2 separate regions of the Hordeum vulgare genome follow, and region 1 is linked to region 2. Evidence: chromatin contacts called from public Hi-C data. All regions are on one chromosome and are shown on one strand. The core of a region is the stretch at or near the end of the contact, and the rest is flanking DNA. Distances in the headings are between cores, read along the strand shown. Region 1 has its middle 300 kb from the start of LOC123430828. Region 2 holds the start of LOC123430828 (non-lysosomal glucosylceramidase-like).

Region 1 (5,263 bases), core at 1,213-3,712, 300 kb before region 2:
AAATATTTATCATGAATAGTCTGAACATAAACCCACAATTCATCGGATCCCAACAAATGCACTGGACAAAAGGATTACATCACGTGGATCAAAGCGAATATGTGATGATCATTGTATTGAAGATCAAAACAGAGAGAGATTGCCATCTAGGTACTGACCATACACATGTAGGTCCATGGTGAACTACTCACACATCATAATGAGGGCAGCAAGGTTGACGAAGAAGCCCTCCGTGATCTATCCCCCTCCGGTAGGGTGTGGGAACGGAGCTCCACATAGCCTCACGTCAGAACAGAGACCTATGGCGGCGTAAAAAGGTTTTGGGAATGTCTCTAGGGTTTTTGCAATATATGAGAATTTATAAGCTAGATAATGGAGTCGGGAGGGCCTCAAGGGGCCCACAAGCCATCAGGGCGCCCCCTAGGACGCGCCATTTTGGCTTATGGGGCCCTCGAGTGGCCTCGAGCCTTCCTTCGTCTTCTTTTGGTCCACAAAATATCTCCAAAAAGTTTCAGCTCAATTGGACTTCGTTTGGTATTGAAAACCTGAAAAGTGAAAAACATGTAGAAAATAGCAGCTCGCACTAGGCACTTGGTCAATAGGTTAGTGCTCAAAAATAATATAAATTGGTAAATAATTACCCAAAAAGTATCCTAGAATGATAATATATTAGCATGAAACAATCAAAAATTATAGATACGTTGAAGACGTATCAAGCATCCCCAAGGTTAATTCATGCTCACCCTCGAGTAGGTAAATGATAAAAATAGAATTTTTGATATGACATGCTACCCATTGTGTAACCTTATGCATGTATGCTCATTGAGAAATGAGGAATTAACAAACATTAACATATAAATACTTATAAGTATCAGCAACTAAATCATTAATCTTTCGAAGTATACGATCATCGAAGATTGTTTTACACCCATTCATCTTATTATATTAGCTAGGCATGGCTCCATCTTCACTAGATTAATACAAATGTCAAGCACCACCGTATCAAGTCAAGAAATTGGATCATACTTTTTCGATATGCATCAACTTGTTATTCTTCATGTAATATGTGAGTATGAACCATTGAACATAATATATAGGTGGAACAAAATATGATGGTAGGTATAAAAGGCGTAAATCGCCGGAAGATTAGGTGCACTTGCTACGCACAAACCACCAGACAACAATCACGAAGGGGTCGGATGATGCTAATTGAGAAAAATCAGTTAGAGTAATACTAATTGGAATGGCGAGTCGCGGAGGCAATCAGATGGTCTGTCATCAGCAGCGAAACGGAAGCGTATCAGGGAGCAAAGAAAAACACAGAAGAAAGAAGCCCCCGCCCGGAAGCGGACTCGACGTCGCCCCTGTGCTGTTAAATTGTGATCCAAATTCTACCGTATTGGACAAGACGTAGTACAAACGGTGTGAGCCTTTGCGTTGGTACCGACGCGTACGAGTACAACTCGTTTACTTGTCCTTCAAGGACTCTCCTATATTATCCTTCGTATATACTCCATATAGTCGCACCTAGGACGGCCTGTCGTCTCGTGCTTGTAATACTCCACCCTCATAGTGATTGCGTCTTCGTGCGTCCGTGGTTTTCTTCCATAAGGATTTTTACGTAAAAATCCGTGTCTATCATGTCTGTTAATCTCGTTTTATCTAACATCTGCACTGTCCGTGCCGCCGGCGGGCTCGCTTTCAGCCGCCGATGCACGTACGAGCCGCCACATCTGCTGCACACCGCTCGACTCCGCCACTCAGCCTCACGCCCGCGCATGGCCTCGCCTCCTCTAGCCCGCATCCACACGCCTAGCACGAGCCGGCCCCGGGTCGCCTGCGCCACCAGACAGCATCTCCGTCGCCACCCGGTCGGCCCGCGGATCCTCTCTGCTTCACCTGTGCCACTTCGGCCGCACTCGCGTGAACTTGCGCCAGCGCCGGCTCTGCCCAGCGCACCCCGATCTCCGCGTTTCCATCTCCGACTCACCTTGCTTCGCTGCAGCACAATGCGTACACGCGCCCTGTGCTCGCGTCACTACAAACCGCCAGCCCCGAGTCGGTTTGCACCATGAAGCACCATGATAGACATGGCAATGATAACAGCGGAGCAGCACCTATGACTCCCCATATCTAAAAAAACAGGTTGCGTTGTACCCGACTCGAATCGGCGACCCTGTTGAGCAAGTTGTGGTGGTGGAACAACAACGACGCACACCGGGATCAAAATACGTTTCTTGATCTGGTAAAATGCAGACTGCTACCTGCAAAAAGATCAGATGCTATCTACTCTAAATATTTCTAGCACATGTTAACTTCTTCAAAAATTATTACTCTGGTCCACATTATTACCGCTCACAGGTCAGTTAAATTAACTGTCCAAACCGGATTGATTCGCGGATACAGGGCCCACGCACCTTCTTTGGAGCTCATGTGAGCATCCACACGCTTAGCACTGCCCATCGGACACCCGCATGGCCTGTTGTGCATGTGTTTGGTTTACGTCAACAAGCCGAAGGCCACACCAGTATGGGTGTTGATCTACGTCAACAAATATTCACAATGACGGAGACTCGCCGTGCCAACTACCCGTCCCAAATTGATTCTTGCGTCTACATCATCACGCCGGTGCCCTGTCTGCTCATTCAAACCGCCCAACTGACGTGCGCGACCAGCCGTCCTCGCGACCTGGTTTATATCAAATATGTGAAAAGATTTTTTGACGCTCATTCATGAAAAATACCAGGTGCTATCCACCTTATTTATTCTGTCAGTATAATTTTAATTTTTGAGAATAGTTAATTTGTCTGCAATATTTCTCTACGCATGACAAAGTACTCACTACAAAGGTGATGTAATATTGTGGATATGGAGCTCGCGTCAATATTATCAAGCGCCGGCATCCGTCCACACCACATCTTCCAACGAAAGTGTGCAAGCCGCCGCCCTCGTGGTACAATCTACATCAACCCGACGCGGCAAACTCGTCGTCCAGACGGCGTACAATGACGCAGCCAACTCTCACGTCTGTGCGACCAAGACGGCGTACAATAATGCGGTCAACTCTTACATCTGCGTGACCAAGACAACTTACAATGCCGCAACAGACTCTCGCATCCATGCCAAATCGCCGGACAACTCTCGCATTCAACTCAACATATCAGGTGCAGTGCTCGTCTATACGAGCTGCCGAACGGATGTGCGCAAGCCGCCGTCCCCCGCGGTCCAGTCTACATCAACATATTGGTGAAGTGCTCACCTCTACAAGCCGCCCAACGGAGGCATGCAAACCGCCCCCGTGGCCCGTCTCCCTCAACAAACATAGGAGCGAGCGAAAAAAATGGCATTCATGTCTTACACAACATCGTCAAAATACGCACCAGCTCCTGCTCACGCTGGGTTGCTCAATGGATAGACGCATTGGTCAATACTATCTACTTCAACATGTCAAAAGAAACAGGAAAGTTTGTCATGAAGGAAACATCCCTCGTGAAGCTACAATTTGAGTCGGCCATCATTGAGCCGGCAATTCAAAGCGAGCGGCAAAGGAAAAGAAAAATGGACCTCGAGGAGCCACGAGAGTCGGACTACATGAGAATAAAGCATGGGCTAAGAAGGATATGCAATCAATTGGGCCACGATATTTGTCAAAGACATATGATGAGCACCACAAAGATCATCAGCTCACTACGTTGTCTCCAATTTGGATAAAGTCTATCATTCAGCCGTCAACCTTACGTCGACTTATGTCACAATCAAGTATGGAAACTCTCAAGCCGCCTACTTGAGTGGACTTAAGACTCAGGGGCTACACATACATGGCTCGACAGATTCGGCCGGGCTGAATAATTCAAGAAACACCGGGTCATTACAGGAAAGTTAAGCCGGTCCCGGGAGTTGCTGCCTCATTGGCAAAAATTTAAAGTCACCCAAGAAGACGAGCCGCCATGATGCAACCGTTCAAAAATGGGTGCCCTGCCTCATTGGCAGGTGATTTAAAAGCCACCCAAGAGGATGAGCCGCCGCCGAGGAGGTCATTCAAACATGGACTCTATTAGTATCAAAGAGGATGAGCCGCCAATATTGCGATCATTCAAATATGGATGATGATAAGCCAAAGAGGACCAGTTGCCATGACGCACAGTTCAAACATAGGCGCCAATTTATGATCTTGGGAACCAAGTCGACTTACCTAGGGGCTATTAGTCCCCATGTTGTTTAGCACTAATAGCATTGTCTTCTGCAATCCTATGCTCGGTTTTTCCGTGATCATAGGTCACTTGGGGGCTTCCAATTCATTGAGTTCAGCTTTCTTACCCTCGTGGCTTGAGAAAAATTACCGCTTTATAATGGTTATACTGTATGTCTTTGCGACTCGCCTTATTGGCCCCATGTACTCTTGGCATGTCAATCCATTTTGGACCCTCACTTGCCAATGTTAAAACATCGAGGTGTCGAGCGAGAGCCAGCATATGGAGAATAGATAAACCATGGGTTCATAGAACCTGCTTCATTAAAGCCTGGCTTGAGCCTGATCTACCAGTCTAAATTATAAAGGTTATTGGAAAAACCTCTTAGGGTACGACTAGAGCCTTGCAAGCCCGTCTACCCGTCGTGACTCACTGAGCTAGCTTAATTATAAAAATACAATACCCTATATGGTGTTATATTTTTTAGGCAAGGATTCAATATTCTTACCGGCTCATGCAAAGCATGGTGACTATGAAGTCCTTTTTCTCATAAACGAAAAATTCAAATTGCAAGGCTATAAAGCTCAGAACGGTGGCTTATAATAAAAGGAGAAAACAAATCTTCGATGGCCAATATGGTTGGATCTTCATCATGGTTTATCGTAAGAATTGACTATTTTCAAAGAGTCGCCCTATCACATATAATGTCGGGTCATCTAATTGGCCGGCTCTTGGATTTTTTCAACTTGTGCTCTGTAGTAAACTACACCACTTATGGATTTGTCAAATATATATTTGTCGGGTTACATTGCAACCATGGTCAAGGATTTCTTTCATCACAAAGGCATCATCAGTTCACAGAGTGGATATGATCTTATTCTGCAATGGAAGGAATAGTCCCGAGTCCATGCAGGCACACGACCCGCACTTGGGGGCTACATTATTCAAATCAATATTACATCAAAGTATGAAAGTCCCATGTCACTGCAAGCATGCACCATAACACTTGGGGACTAATTCAAACTGCTCTCTCAAAGCATCACATCAGACCCGACTCTCTCAAGGAGATAAGC
Region 2 (6,099 bases), core at 1,668-4,167:
CAAAGGATCGATATGGTTGATTAGATGGGCATGAATAGGCAACTACCAATTTTTAGCTTTTCTTAACAAATTAAGGTAAGCAACAAAAAAGTTGTCTAGATATGCAACTAGATGAACAACCTATATGATGCTAACACCAACAACTAGCAAGCAAGCAAAGGATACAACAGAATAATATCTTGCACAAAGTAAAGGTAAGAAGTAACCACAACAGTGAAGACGAGGATGTGTTACCAAAGTTCCTTCCCTTTAAGGGGAAGTATGTCTTCGTTGAAACGGTGTGGAGGCACAATGCTCCCGAAGCCATTAGGGACACTGTATTCTCCTCACAACCGCACACAATGGAAGCGGTCATGCTTCCACTATTAGTGCCCTTGAAGGCGGCAACCGAACCTTTACAAACAAGCTTGGGGCAATCTCCATAACTTAATTGGAGGCTACCAATACCACCACGAAACTTCACCACAAATGGATTGTGGCTTCGAGGTGACCTCTTCCGTCTATGGTTCTCAAACACCCATGAGTAACAAGATCCGCAAGGGATTATTGAGGGAATCAAATTTCTCTCGGTGGAAGTCGAGGCATTCACCTCCAAACCCTAGAAGATCAACAAATTTTGATGGCTAGGGAGAGAGAGATAGGGCGAAAATGAGCTTAGGAGCAACAATGGAGCTTGGGGGTAAAAGAGGTAATTCTTCTTGGGGAAGAAGACCCCCTTACATAGTGACAGTGCAAATCCAATGGTTACTTGCTCGCAAAACTACACAAGCAGTACTACCACTGGGGATGGTACTATAGGGCTTCAAGCGGTAGTACATCACAGGTAGGGCGGTAGTACCGGACCAAGCGGTACTACCGCGCCTACTGCCTCTCTACTACCGCACATCGAAAATAAGAGGGGGGACATGGACTTGAGCAACGCAGTAGAGTGTCCGATAGTACCACACATGGCGGTGCTATCGCTGTAGGAGAAGCGGTACTACCGCTCCATAGGGAGCGGTACTATCGCCTAAAGTGGAATGCACGCAATCTACTGCCGCCCTACTATCGTGCGTGTGAGAGTCCGTGCAGACCACAGTCGTATAGACCACAACACTGGAGATGTGAAGTACCGCCAGGACGGTACCACTGCCCCCAGGCGTGGTACTCCGCTCCAGCGGTACTACCGCTAGGGGCAACAGTACTACCATTAGGGAGTCACCACAAGCCCGATGCCCATAACACTATGAATTTCCAAGTTGTTGGGAGAGAAAGGTGGGTGCAAAGAATATGTGTACGTATTGATTCCTCCAAACCTTTCAGATGCAGACCCCCTCTTAATAGTACGGGTTTCCTATGACTGAAATACCACTTGAAAAGAAACGTCGTACGGATCTGTCTTCGCACCATATCACCGAGAGTAAAATAGACCGTCTCGTGTCAATATTATGAAATCTCTGAAATACTCAGGGCACACGGTTAGTCCGCAAAATACCTTATCATCAATCACCAAAACTACAAGGGAAGAAATATGTCCTAACAACAATGCAACCCATGGTGCTGTAGGACACAAGACCCCCCCCCCCCCCAATTTTTTCCAACATCTTAGCTCGAATCCGCCACTCGTGCCATGAAGCACGACGCTGAGGGGCAAGAGGCATGGTGAAAGATGAAGACGAGGGAGGCCAGAGACTGCTATGGCATCAACACCGTTATCATTCCCGAAAGAGAGTCAATGAGGATCGGGCGTGCTTGTGGAGACCAAGGCCACCATAGACGAGGCCACAACTACCACGAAGGCCTTATGCTCCTCCATCTAGAAGCCGTGAAACTCAGTGGAGCCGGGCTTCACGGTGATTGCATTTTGCTCCGAGCTTTGAAGTTACCATGTAGCTCTGAGTGAGAGGGCGTCGGTAGGGGAGGCGCTAACTGCACGCTCGGCATGCACGAGCGCGCTGGTCGATCCCGAGGCCGTGCTCCTCGTGCTGGTCCTCTATCGCTCTTTCACGATGGTGGAGACGGATGCTTGGCTCCTCTGCCGCAAGAATGCCAAGGCGTCCCGACTCGCCATCGAATTATCGGAGCGCGAGGCAAAAAAAGGATGCGACAACCAAGGCCAAGGCGGCCGGGTGTGCGAAGGAGCAGGACCGCATGCTCCGGAGGCTCTTGGGGCAAAAATAAAAATATTTACAAAAAAAGGAATCGTTTTACTTTTTTAATTTCTATTCATTTTTATATTTCTTTAAAATAATAAAAAAGGATCGATGCGGAAAGTTCCGATTGAAATAGGATCTAAACAAGGAAGAACACTTGCCATTCGTTGGTTATTAGAAGCATCCCAAAAGCGTCCGGGTCGAAATATGGCTTTCAAATTAAGTTCCGAATTAGTAGATGCTGACTTTTTCAATCCTTTCGACCTTGGTTCCATAGGAGCAAGTCAGAAAGGTTGAGAAATAGAACCATATGATTTGATTCGTTCCGACCTGGCGGATGGCTCTAGCTCTAGCTCCGACGACGACGCACCGCCACACGTTGCATGGAGGAGGGGCATATCCCCGCCGATGAATCGAAGGGGAAGGGGCTGGTGAGGAAATGGTGATTTTCTTCGCCTTCACCGTTTTATCTATGTTTTTATGTAGTTTGTAGTATGTGTTTGCGCGTTCGTCGATGAATTATGATCCTTTTATGCGACGATGAGATGGTGATCCAACGAAATGTATGTTGATCGTGTTTATACATGATGTTGGGTGGGTTACATGGAGTTGGGGTTTCGAATACGAAGGATGCCTTTGTGAAAGCTAACATATGAGGCGTGGTTGGTCACTGTTCGATGACGCGTCACTCGAGGGCCCAAATTTACTACAGTATCACAGAAAAAACACAACGAAAACACACAACGAAACTGCTATTACAACCCCCATAAGCGCATACCGGCGGGTACATACGTAGCCACTTTCGTTCCTTCCCATCTCAAAAAGTTGAGCCTCCGCTTCCCCTCCTCGTCATCTTCCTCGCAGCCGCGCTTCTCCCACCACACCCGCCAACACAGCTTAGCAGCAGCAAAAAGTGGGCCTCCAGCGAGCGGGCAAGCGCAAATTCCATTCCAGGTTTTCGCTTCGATCAGACTTGGTCCAATCGAGCGAGCGAGCACGCGCGCCCCGCGTTAGCGGCTGTGCCGGATCGGTTCCGAGAGGACGGCCGTCGCCGTCGGCGGCGGATCGACGCGCGGAGTCTCTGCGAGGAGCAGCGCCGGGTGCTGGGATCCACGCGCCCGGAGGAGCTCATGAGGCGGCCCACCACCTGTGGATCTCCTGGTTTCGTCTCAGCCTCCGGTTCGGGCCTCTGCTAGGCGGCTGGGGCGTGTGACAGATCGTGCGGGGGTGGGAGGAGGCTGTGGCATTGGAGGGTGAGCGGAGATGGTGAGCGGCCACCTATTCCACTGCCGTAAGAATTCGTGGCCACCGGAGGAGTATGTGGGCCGGACCGCCCTGCAACTGGTGAGGCGAGCTCGCGTCTCAATCGCGGCGAATTTTGTTTACTCATTCGCTGTTTCGGTGCCTCGTTTGGGCTGTGGTGTGTGTGGCATCGGTGTGGTGTACTGATGTTATCGTGTGGTGCTGGAAATTTTTGGCAGCTGGACTTGGACGGCGGATCGCCGCCGGAGCAGGCATGGCGGAGGAGGCTGAACAGTCACGCCAACATACTCAAAGAATTCAGCGTCACCTTCATGGAAGCAATGAAGATGGTATGTTGCAATGATTTGGATTCCATAAATAGCTGTGTGGGGTTATTGTGGCGTTTGGTTCCTGTCACTCGTTCAATTTGTCGCAGTAGCTGCTAATCTTTTTCTTGCAATCCAAATTTATCAGATGACCCTCGGGGTGAGGCTTTGGTCATATGTCCGTGAGGAGGCCTCCCATGGAAGGGTAATATTCTCTAGCACATATTCATTTCAAGAAACTGTGTAGCATTGTAGTGGAAGACTCTGTGGTAACAGAATGGGGCCTGCATTTGTGCTTTTGCAGAAAGCTCCTATTGATCCGTTTACAAGAGAGAGATGTAAGCCGTCCGCTTCACAGGGTGTGCCGCTCGGAGGGATGGGGTATGACTTCCTGGACTGTTGTTTCTCTCTTTAATCTCCTTCATTTGTGTTCTTATCATGTAGGTTATAGATTTTGATATTAGTAGATTACGTTCGCAGGAGTGGTAGCATTTCAAGAGGATTCAGGGGAGAGTTCAAGAATTGGCACATCATTCCTGGTTTGTGTGAGAATTCGCCGGTCATGGAGAACCAGTTTTCTGTAATGCTTCCATCTTATCTTGCTGTTGCCAGCTAAAGACCTTTAGTTAATTACTCCCTCCGTCCCAAAATAAGTGTCGCAAATATAGTACTAAGGTAGTACAAATATAGTACTAAGGCAGCAACACTTATTTTGGGACGGAGGGAGTATTACATACTTCCTGTGTTGCTGCTACTGTGCTCAACTGCGAAATTGCTTGGTGCTAGCAGTTTTGGGGGATAAATGTTGATATAAGATGACATCGCGTTTCCATGTATTTTAATGGCTGTGCATCGATAGCATTCTTGTGCAGATTCCTTATTGGTTACTGAAAAATGAACTTTCCATTTCGTTGTTGTATATTTGTGAGCAGGCTTGTATTTAGGACCCTCTTATCTGGCGAACGTTCGCTGGGAACACGTGGCATTTTGAATGTTGTTACGGTATTTTTAGTTGTGTTTGGATGGCAGTTTCTTTGGAGTGACATGGCATTTTCTGGGATGAAGTCTCAAAACTACCATCTTCCCAGAAAATGCCATGTTGCTTTGAAGAAACTGCCATCTCACACACAACTAAAAATGCCATAAAAAACGTTCGAAATGCCACCTGTTCCCAGCGAACGTTCGCCAGGGAACATTACGTGTATGTATGTGTGTTTTGGCATGTAAACGTACATCATCTATACGTTCAGCCGGTGTTGGGTGTGGGTGTGCCGTGTGCGTGTTTATGTTTCTTAGGGCTTGTTGAGCTGTGCCCTCAGCGGAACCCTTTGGTGGTGTCCTGTGCCACTTATGTGCGTTTGTGTGTGTGTGTGTTGAACCTATGTTGTTTGTATTGGTCTGGCGGTTTGCTTTATTTATAAAGCGGGGCGAAAGCCTTTTTCGGTATCTATACGTTCAGCCTTTTACTTTAGTGCTCTGTCCAGTATCAATTTCTCTCACAACATTGTTATTGATTTCTCGTAAATATTATGCTCTTTCAGATATTTGTATCACGAGACAGTGGGAATAAAAAATACTCATCGGTATTGGCTCCGGGACACCATGAAGGCTTAAAGTAAGATTTTAGCCTGGTTTATTTGGTTCGAGCTTACTAGTCATGAGCAATGTAATTTTGCAATACATTGCGGAACCAGACTGAATTTTTGTTTTATTTGATTTAGCTTCAGCATGTACACACCTTGTTTGCCTTTTAAGAGTCCAGACTGAATTTTTTGTTTATTTGATTCGATGTTGTTCACAAATCACAATCACTCCTAGCTAAACCAGTTTATACTCTGCCTTCTTGCATCTATTCTTCTGGTTTGCCTGGACTCTCTTTTTTATCTCCTTTTGGAATTTATATGTGGGCAGATCAACCTGTATAATCTGTATCAGTTGGTTGTATGATAATGTTGTGACAAGTGTTCGAACAAGTGATGGCGACACTGATGACTTCCCGATTAAGATAGGACTGCATCAGGGGTCAGCTTTGAACCCTTATCTTTTTGCCTTGGTGATGGATGAGGTCACAAGGGATATACAAGGAGATATCCCATGGTGTATGCTCTTTGCGGACGATGTGGTGCTAGTCGATGATACTCGGACGGGGTCAACAGGAAGTTGGAGGTATGGAGGCAAACCTTGGAATCGAAAGGTTTTAGACTTAGTAGGACTAAGACCGAGTACATGAGGTGCGCTTTCAGTACTACTAAGCACGAGGAGGGGGATGTTAGCCTTGATGGGCAGGTGGTACCTCAGAAGGACACCTTTCGTTATTTGGGGTCAATGTTGCAGAAGGATGGGGATATCGATGAAGATGTGAACCATCGAATTAAAGCCGGATGGATGAAGTGGCGCCA

What was found. Hi-C and Micro-C count contacts between places; a contact is called where the count stands out from the background.
Region 1: a Hi-C map of leaf shows a contact between it and region 2, with 4 times the contacts expected there. The contact joins the enhancer-like site here to the promoter of LOC123430828 in region 2. A contact is called at or near these places in 1 of 6 Hi-C or Micro-C datasets (leaf) and 1 of 1 datasets of contacts at active chromatin or transcription factors (embryo).

The regions. Positions count from the first base shown.
Region 1 is chr1H:272,162,245-272,167,507 of MorexV3_pseudomolecules_assembly, reverse strand. No RefSeq gene overlaps it. Among protein-coding and RNA genes, the nearest start is that of LOC123430828, 300 kb to the right of the region's middle. Within about 2 kb of position 2,462, at least 3 of the 3 cell types and tissues checked have open chromatin away from gene starts, as enhancers often do. A contact at or near this core is called in leaf, where this site is marked.
Region 2 is chr1H:271,857,824-271,863,922 of MorexV3_pseudomolecules_assembly, reverse strand. It overlaps LOC123430828 (non-lysosomal glucosylceramidase-like), which reads left to right and starts at 2,917. Exons shown (of 18, transcript XM_045114669.1): 1 at 2,917-3,476; 2 at 3,614-3,724; 3 at 3,849-3,905; 4 at 4,005-4,081; 5 at 4,181-4,280; 6 at 5,242-5,315. The coding sequence starts at 3,396.